Linked DNA regions of Sus scrofa: region 1 is linked to region 2. The links are chromatin contacts, called in public HiChIP or PLAC-seq maps. All regions are on one chromosome and are shown on one strand. Each heading gives the region's core, a stretch centred on a gene start, on an enhancer-like site or on the middle of the called end of the contact. The rest is flanking DNA. Distances are from core to core; before and after follow the strand shown. Region 1 holds the start of LSM3 (LSM3 homolog, U6 small nuclear RNA and mRNA degradation associated). Region 2 overlaps SLC6A6 (solute carrier family 6 member 6).

Region 1 (4,147 bases), core at 1,353-3,852, 240 kb after region 2:
CTGTGTAAAATTTTTCACAAGAAAACGCAAATTTATATGCATGTCAGTAATTTAAAGAACATTTAAATAAGAATGGAGGACAAATAAATCTTATTTACAAATAAACAGAAAGGAAAAAATGAAAGAAATGAAAATGTTCTCTAGTAGACATATTTCCATTAAGAGAAAAATGTGTTAAACATATGAATAAAGTACAGTTCATTTGGTGTTTAGAAATACAGGTGACTTTCCACCTCCTCATCTATTCAAAACACTCTTTCACAGTGGACAGTTTTTACATTTCCAAGGGGTGGGGTTAGGGAGCAACATTGAGGAAATAATCTAATTTCAAGGTGATTTAATAAATTTACTCACATGTAACCTGCCTCGAAGCTCTCTGTCATTTCTCATTTTCACATAGATTCGCTCATCCAGGCTGAGTCTGATGAGATCCAGGGGCTCTTCTACAGTGTTGGTAGTTTGTTGCTGATAAAAGAAACAGGCTTAGTAATACAGTTCTAGAGAGTGAAGTTTCTGAACCAGCAGTGCCCTGTGTGACTGTGAGCAAGTTAGTTAACCCCTCTATGCCTCAGTCTACTAATTTTTAAAATGTGTGTAACAGGAATGCCTACCTAATACTACTGTTGTGAGGCTTAAAATACATATATGAAGGCTTAGAACAGTGCCTAGCGTATATTAAGTGCTGGATAAATGAGGGCTGAAACATACCTACACAGAAAGGAGCTGTACAACAAAATAATCATGACTGCACTCTCTTCTCTCAAAATCCAAACTGTCTGACCCCATTTCAGGGTATAGGGAGTTACTGTCTCAGGGTCTTCATCTTTCTTTCATGTTATCATTTAGCAATTGGAAGAACATACACAATGACTACCACATACTAAGTGGAGATGAATGTTTGAGGAAAGATTATGAGTGCAGTGCAGGAGAGGCTGAGTTTAGGGTGCCATCTGGCCAGTAAGATGATTATATTTAGCAGGCAGTATAGAAAAATACTGGTTGAAAGCACTGGCTTTGGAGTCAGGCAGTGTGGGTTCAACCCCTGACTTTGACATTCATGAACTGGGTTTAAAAACCATCTCTAATTCTGTTTCCTTGTTTACAAAATGAGGAAGCCACAATCTTCCCTTCATGAAGATGGCTAGGATGACTGGGGTCCATGTGGAAGGGATGGTTGAAGGGAAGGGTGAGTTGATAAGATTATTTAAGGAGAGCTGCTTCGGGGATTACATAGGGTCATTGGAGGAAGGTGACTGAATGTTACAGTCTCTATAGCCTTAAAGGGCTAGATGCAAAAAAGAGAAAGGAAATCCTGACCTCAACTGCTTCCATCTCCAGATCAACAGATGTTTGTTAAAGACCAGCTAGCCAGTTACTAGATCAGTGATACAGGAGTCAGTCCCTACCCTCAAGGAGTTCATTCTAGTGGAGAAAGGCATATAAGTAAGTAATCATAATACTGTAAGAATATATACATGACAGAGACCTACCTCCCACTGTCCATCCTTTTTATCCTGTAGCTTTAAGTACTGCCTTTTCAAAAGGCCTCCCAGACCATCCAATTAATTCACTCAATGAATATTTGTTGAGTGTTTCCAGCACTGTTCTAAACCCAGAATAGTGAACAAAACAAGACTCTTGCTCTCAAGGGACTCACATTCTAGCTGGGGGAGACAGACATTAAACAAGGAACCATATACTCAATATGAACAAAGAACATGCTATGAGGAAAAATAAGGCAGACTGGGAGAGTGCATTTTATGCAGGTGGCCAGAGACCTATTCTTTGATATGAGGTGAGATTTCAGTAAACAGCTGAAGCTGCGGCCTAATCCACAAAAACATCTGAAGAAGAGCATTTGGAGAAGACGGGACAGCAGGTGAGAAAGCCTGAAGGACCATCAGTTATTCTAAATACCAGCTCCCTGTCTCCTGCCTACCACATCACAGTTTCCATATGTTTCGCATATTTATGTTTACTTGTTATCTGTGCTCCCTCGAATATAAGCCCCAAGTTGGGCAGGTATCTCCCAAGTCAATGCCGATGTCCCTGGTATTTAGAAAGGTTTCTAACTATACAAAGGTGATACTCACTAGTGTTTGTAGACCCTGTAATCATTGTTGCGCTCAGTAATGACAATAACCCACTAAATGTTTTATTAGCCTTTCTATCAGAATCCCGAGAGCTCCGTGAGGCAGGCAAGGATAATGGTTCTCATTCTACAAATCAACGTGAGACTCAAGAGAAAGGAAGTGAGAAGAGTGAGGAATAACTAATTTTCAGGAGGGTTTTGAACAACAAAGGTCTCAGGGCCTGAGGCAAAATTCGGAGGGGGCGCGGTTAACCAAGAGGCAGGTTAAGGCCGTGATGACCCAGAAAGAGGCGGCGTGACAGGCCACTTTCTCGTGAGTTTGGGAAAAGCAACCCTGAGCTTGGGGAAAACAACCCTGGTAAACAAAGCTGGGCACACCCTGGCCTGGACAGGGAGAAGCCGCCCCAGAGCGAACTCTTCAGAAGATACTCACCTGGTCCACGTCGTCCGCCATGTTTCAAACCCTGCGCCCTTTCCGTCCTCTCGCGAGGGCACGAGAGCTGCTCCCTATGCCCACCCCAGTCTCCGGAAACGTGAGGACTCTATGCACTGGAAGTAGAAAGAGGTTGGTTTTACAGCTTCTTGCTTCCTGCAGCTTGCATTGGTCCCTTTGAGGCTGGGGCGGAGCTTCAGCCTGGGCGCAGGCGGGAATCTACCGGAGGGGGCGTGACCAGGCCCTGCACCGCCTGGGGGCGGGGCCGCGCGCGAGCTGCGTCCCGCGGAGACGCGGTGCGTCACGCTCTAGGCGAGTCTTGCCCGGGCAGAGATGGCTCCAAAGCGCTCGGCGGGCAGGGCGCCGCGGGGGCGCAAACTGCGCGGCCAGAAGGCCAAGGGCGAGGGCAAAGCCCGGCGCGAGGAGAAGGAGGCGGGTATGAGCCAGGCTGAGTTGGGGTTGGTAGGGAGGGTGGAAGAGGTTTGGGTGGGGGTAGCAGGAGGCCGGCTTCCTGGAGGTGTGAGCGAGGCATCCTCCCTCCCACCTGCGCTGGGGGCGGTGTTCCGGAGGCCTAGGGAGGCTGGGGGTGTGCACGTGCCCAGGTGCTCCCCGGCGGCCCTGCGCCTTTGCTCTCCTGGCCAGAGGTGATGCGCCCTGAGACGTTCCGCTAGAGCCCAGCCGACCGCGAGTTCCTCTGCGTAGCCTCTTTCTGCTCCTTTTCGCCCCCAGGATGCAGGCGGAAGCAGGGGGCTGAATATGTGAAAGGTACTGCTATTATGTTGTGTCGCCACGAGACGAAGGGACCAAGACTTAGAGTGCTGTGGTGTGTGGAGAGTCCCAGATTTGGATCCCACCTGACAACGTGCATATCGAGTAGGCTGCTTATATTTGTCATGCGCAAAGCAAAACACTTGATTTCCCCTTTAAACCTATCCCTTTCTTACTTTTACCCCATATCAGTCTTTGACCCCTTCATCACTTGTTAAAACAAACTCCTTTTCCCTCCAACACACATCCAGTCCTTCAGAAAGCAAATCCTATCAGTTTAACCTCAAAACCATATCTCAAATCTCTCCACTTCTCTGTTTCCATGGCCACATACCCTGTCGAAACCACCATCACTTTTCAGTTGAACGACTGCAGTTGCCTCTCTACGGGTCTCCCTACTTCTTTTCATCCCCCTGGAGGAGTTTTCTGTGCTGCAGCGCAAAGTACCTTAAAAAAAAAAAATCTGATTTTGCCATGCTCCCACTTCAGACTCTCTGTGTCTTCCCATTGGCATAACAGCCTCCAGATTCCTCACCTTGGCCTACAAGACCCTGTATGATCTGGCTGCTGCTGCCTCTCCTGTTGTCTCTTCCTAGTCTTCTTTGCCAGGTACCTTCCTTCTTGGCCTCCTCACACACACCATGTGATTCCTCACCTGAGCCTCTGCCTAGAATATTTTTCCATGGCTTTGCTGTAGCTGACTTCTCTTCCTCCTGGTCTCAATCCAGGTATTCCTTGAATGTCCTAAGATGGTCTTTTCAGGTGCACCTTATCACAGCTTCTGTCACATCTGTAATGACCTTGTTAATTTATTTGCTTCCTGTTTGCTCTCTCTTACCAGAATTGAAAGTTAT
Region 2 (3,621 bases), core at 405-2,904:
ACAAAAGGCATACACCGCTAGCTGCATAGTAGTCAAAGAGTTGAAACACATACATGCCACCCTGTGAAGAAAAACCCAGAGAAGGTTTGATTTGTTACTTGGTCCTTAATCCCCTCAATATAGAAAAAGTTCTGGCCTATCAATAAGAAATATAAAACCCAAAGGGAAAAAACGGGCAGAGGTCCTGACGACCAGAGACATGTTCAAAAAGATGCTTAACTTCATTCATGTTTGACGAATTTAATTAAAAAGACACACAGGTAGAAAAATGAAAGTGAAATATGTCCTGTTTAGCCACAAATGATGGGTTCACTGAAGGCTGCTTCCAAAGGAGGAGCTTAAAGCCCAGTGTGGCCAACACCAAAGCCTTCCGTGAGGTCCAGGTGCTCAGTGAGTGAACCTGTGATCTGCCTTTCAGGGGGTGTTTCTTTCAGACACTTTGAGAAAAGCATTTGTTTTTACCTCTCTAAGGAAAATGGCTGTTGCAAAACCCTGAATTAGGGGCAAAAGCAACCCTATGCTGGAGTGTATGGGGAGAGGTGTGGGAGAGAAGGCCCAGGCCAGGCTCACACGTTCACATTATTTAGTCCGACAGCCTTTTCTCCCTGGCCTGCTTCTCCTAGACACGCTGGGCCACTGCTGCCCTTGGCACTCTGGCTCCCTTCCTCTCTTTGCATCTTTTTCTATCTTAATGGCCCCTGCCTGCCCGTTGACCAGTGTACACACTTCCTATCGAGCAGATGGGCCCCAGCACTGCGCCTGTAGTGCCTACTGGGAGGGCTGTGCTGACCCTGGAGAACATTACCCTCTTCCCTGCAGGCCTGAGAGGGGCCACAGCACACAGTTGTGGGACAGAGCTGTAGTTAAAGTGGGTTTCAGCAGAAACACCCCTTCTTCAGTCCTCCCGGGATGAGGGAGGGTCAGAGGGCAGTGGGTGGCCACCAAGTTGCCATGGTAACAGGGCAGTGGGGCAGGGTGTTTGGGTCAATTGCTGGGTCCTAGTGTCCCCAGCGTGGGCTGAACCCTGGGTGGGGCGGGACCCCTGAAGCAGGAGGTTTGGGCTCAGCCAGCCTGGTCCTATCACCTAGCCACTGCCTCCAGCGGTGAGGGAAGCAGGGAGGCGGTATGGCTTTCCAGGGATCTTTGAAACATATTTAGAGCATCAAGGGTCCTTCCAGGGGAGGTAACTGGCACCAGGGGAGAGCCACATACCTCCGTCACCATCGTCAGCCCCAGCAGGTAGCTGATGCAACATATGAAGGCGATGAAGATTTCCCGGCGGAAACCCTTCCTTAGGAAGGATGGGTAAAGATCAACCAAGGATGTGATCTGTCCTTCCACTTCAACAAACTGGGGAGGAAAGGAGAGGGGTGAGTGGCAGAGCCGAGAGAGGAGGCCTCACCCTGGCGTCCAGGCCCGGTGAGCTCTCCACGTCTCCCCGTCTCTGACCACTGCTCTGAGACCCGTGCTGACCCGCTGCCCCAGCACACTCGCTGGCATGTGTGTTGACATGGCAACCTCCCACTTTGGTCTGGGTCCTCTCTGAAGCCAAGGGTGGTGCTCCCTCACTTCTGGGCCCTCCAGTGCCCAGCCGGGCCAGGAACACAGGCCGCAGCCAAGTTGGGCCTCACTTCCCCATCTGAGTCACCCAGTGGTTTTCAACCTTTTGGGGATCATATGGGCCTGTGGGAGAACTTTACACTTGTGTGTGCACATGACCACATGCCCGTGACTGTGAGCCAAATGCTGCTTGTGACCCCAGGCACACAGCCCTGGGATCCCAAAGGTGAAACAGCCCATTGAAAAGGCCTGTCCATAGGCAACATTCTAGGGTGACTCGTGAGATTTCTAAAACTTTGCACCCGGCAATTTATCCCGGAAGTTTTTCCACACTGACACATGGAGCTGCCTCATTTCCTAAATGGGGTGTAAAGCTCCAGCCTGTGGATATAGCTCATCATGGATCTAACCAGTGCCTGCGGATGGTTTCCAGCTTCTGAGGCTGCTAATCTGAGCAGGACTCTTCCCGTACATCTGTCTTGGGGAGCCTGTGCACAAGAACCCGTAGCACAGTCTAGACGTAAACTTCCGGGTTAAGGGATGCAGATGCATTTAATTTGGGTGGCAACAGCCAAACTGCTCTGCCAACCTGCACAGCCTCAGAGGCCATCTGATGCCTTTAAGAGTGGACCCCTCTGCTCTTTCATCTGGAAGAGGCTCTGGGCCAGGATGTTCCCCAGCCTTCCTACAAGACATGGCCAACAGCTACTCTGAGCCTGTCCCAGGGGAATTAGGAACACACAGGAGCCGGTGCCTTTCATGTGCCCAAAGGGGCCGGGGAGTTGATTCTTCCTCACCAGGGGAAAGATGGTCAAGAGGCCTTTGGAAGGTGTCCAAAGACAACAGGGGGCTGGTGCTTTGAGCTCTGACTGATGTGTCAGCCAAAGGGGTTCTGAGTCTAAATCACAACTGTGTTACAGCAGACCCCCTGCAACTCTAACATGAAGCTTCAGGAAGAGTTAAAAACAAAGGTTCTTTCTTCCCCCTCCCCCCCTTTTTTGGTTCTTTCCTTTTTTGAGATTGGAAAATTAAGGACAGGAAGATCCAGCATCACTGAGAATCAGGGCCAACTCCAGCACAAGCCCCTCAAGTTCACATTCACTGCTGGAGGACACCGCCCCCAACCAGCTTCCCCAGGCTTCCCTCCCTTCACAGCCATGTGACCCAGACTTCTTTGAGCCTCAGCTTCCCTCTCTGTAAAATGGAAGCATCTTGCCTACTCAGCAGATGGGAGAAAGATGTGACATGATGAGAGTAAAGTAACAATTAGGTGACCGCTGTTAAGGAGTGTCAGGGGCTGGGATGGGTGAGTACCTGGGGAGGGGCCCCCAGCTCTCTTCCCCTCCTGCCATTTGTTCACAAACTGTGCCCCACTCCCTGGGCAGGCCGGCTGCTGATGGTATTTGCTGTTGGGAGGTGACATCCCCAACACCTCTTCCCAGGATGGGGCCAGCAATACAATGGCCCCTCAGCCAAACACAGTGCTCCCCAAAGGCTAGGACCCCCTCTAATCCCTGCCTGATACTGGCTGTGGATCTCAGCACAGCCTCAGGAGGAAGCCATGTGGGGGGAAACTCAGCGGTAAGACCAACTAGCAGTGGCTCTGGTCCTTCACCAGCGGTGTGTAGTCTCTGCCAGGTCTGGTGCTGTCTTGGCCTCAGTTTTCTGGGCTCTGGGGACGGAGCCTATGCAGGCATCGAGACAGTGTGTGGATGCAGGAGCTGATGAACCAAAAAGCCAGGGTGGGGTTGGTGGGTAGGGAAGGAAAAGGGAGGGGCTTGTGTTTAATGAGTTTCAGTTTGGGCGGATGAGAATGTTCTGGGGAAGGATGATGGTGACAGTGATGTAAGACTGTGAGAGGACTTAATGGGCTCAATGGGGCCCCTAGAAATGGTGGTGATGGTCAACTCTGCATGGCATGTGTTTGTCACCCATGACACAAGGCTTGGCCTGGAGCACAGCTGCCCTGACCCTGTCACCGCCAGTGCTGTGGACGCGGTCAATGGCATCTGCAAAACCCTCCCTGCCATGTGCCTGAGTTCACGGAGCAGAAAGATGCAG

What was found. HiChIP or PLAC-seq counts read pairs in DNA pulled down with a chosen protein or histone mark.
Region 1: an H3K27ac HiChIP or PLAC-seq map of alveolar macrophages shows a contact between it and region 2. The contact joins the promoter of LSM3 here to the enhancer-like site in region 2. A contact is called at or near these places in 1 of 5 promoter capture datasets (fetal skeletal muscle), 26 of 47 Hi-C or Micro-C datasets (adipocytes, adipose tissue, alveolar macrophages and 16 more) and 2 of 2 datasets of contacts at active chromatin or transcription factors (alveolar macrophages and skeletal muscle).

The regions. Positions count from the first base shown.
Region 1 is chr13:70,346,078-70,350,224 of Sscrofa11.1, forward strand. It overlaps LSM3 (LSM3 homolog, U6 small nuclear RNA and mRNA degradation associated), which reads right to left and starts at 2,603. Exons shown (of 4, transcript NM_001244928.1): 1 at 2,526-2,603; 2 at 355-465. The coding sequence starts at 2,546. It overlaps XPC (DNA repair protein complementing XP-C cells), which reads left to right and starts at 2,764. Exons shown (of 15, transcript XM_021069376.1): 1 at 2,764-2,961. The coding sequence starts at 2,859.
Region 2 is chr13:70,103,792-70,107,412 of Sscrofa11.1, forward strand. It overlaps SLC6A6 (solute carrier family 6 member 6), which reads right to left. Exons shown (of 13, transcript NM_001319102.1): 9 at 1,213-1,350; 10 at 1-61. Among named protein-coding and RNA genes, the nearest start is that of SLC6A6, 28 kb to the right of the region's middle. Within about 2 kb of position 1,655, at least 2 of the 83 cell types and tissues checked have an H3K27ac peak or open chromatin away from gene starts, as enhancers often do. A contact at or near this core is called in alveolar macrophages and retroperitoneal adipose tissue, where this site is marked.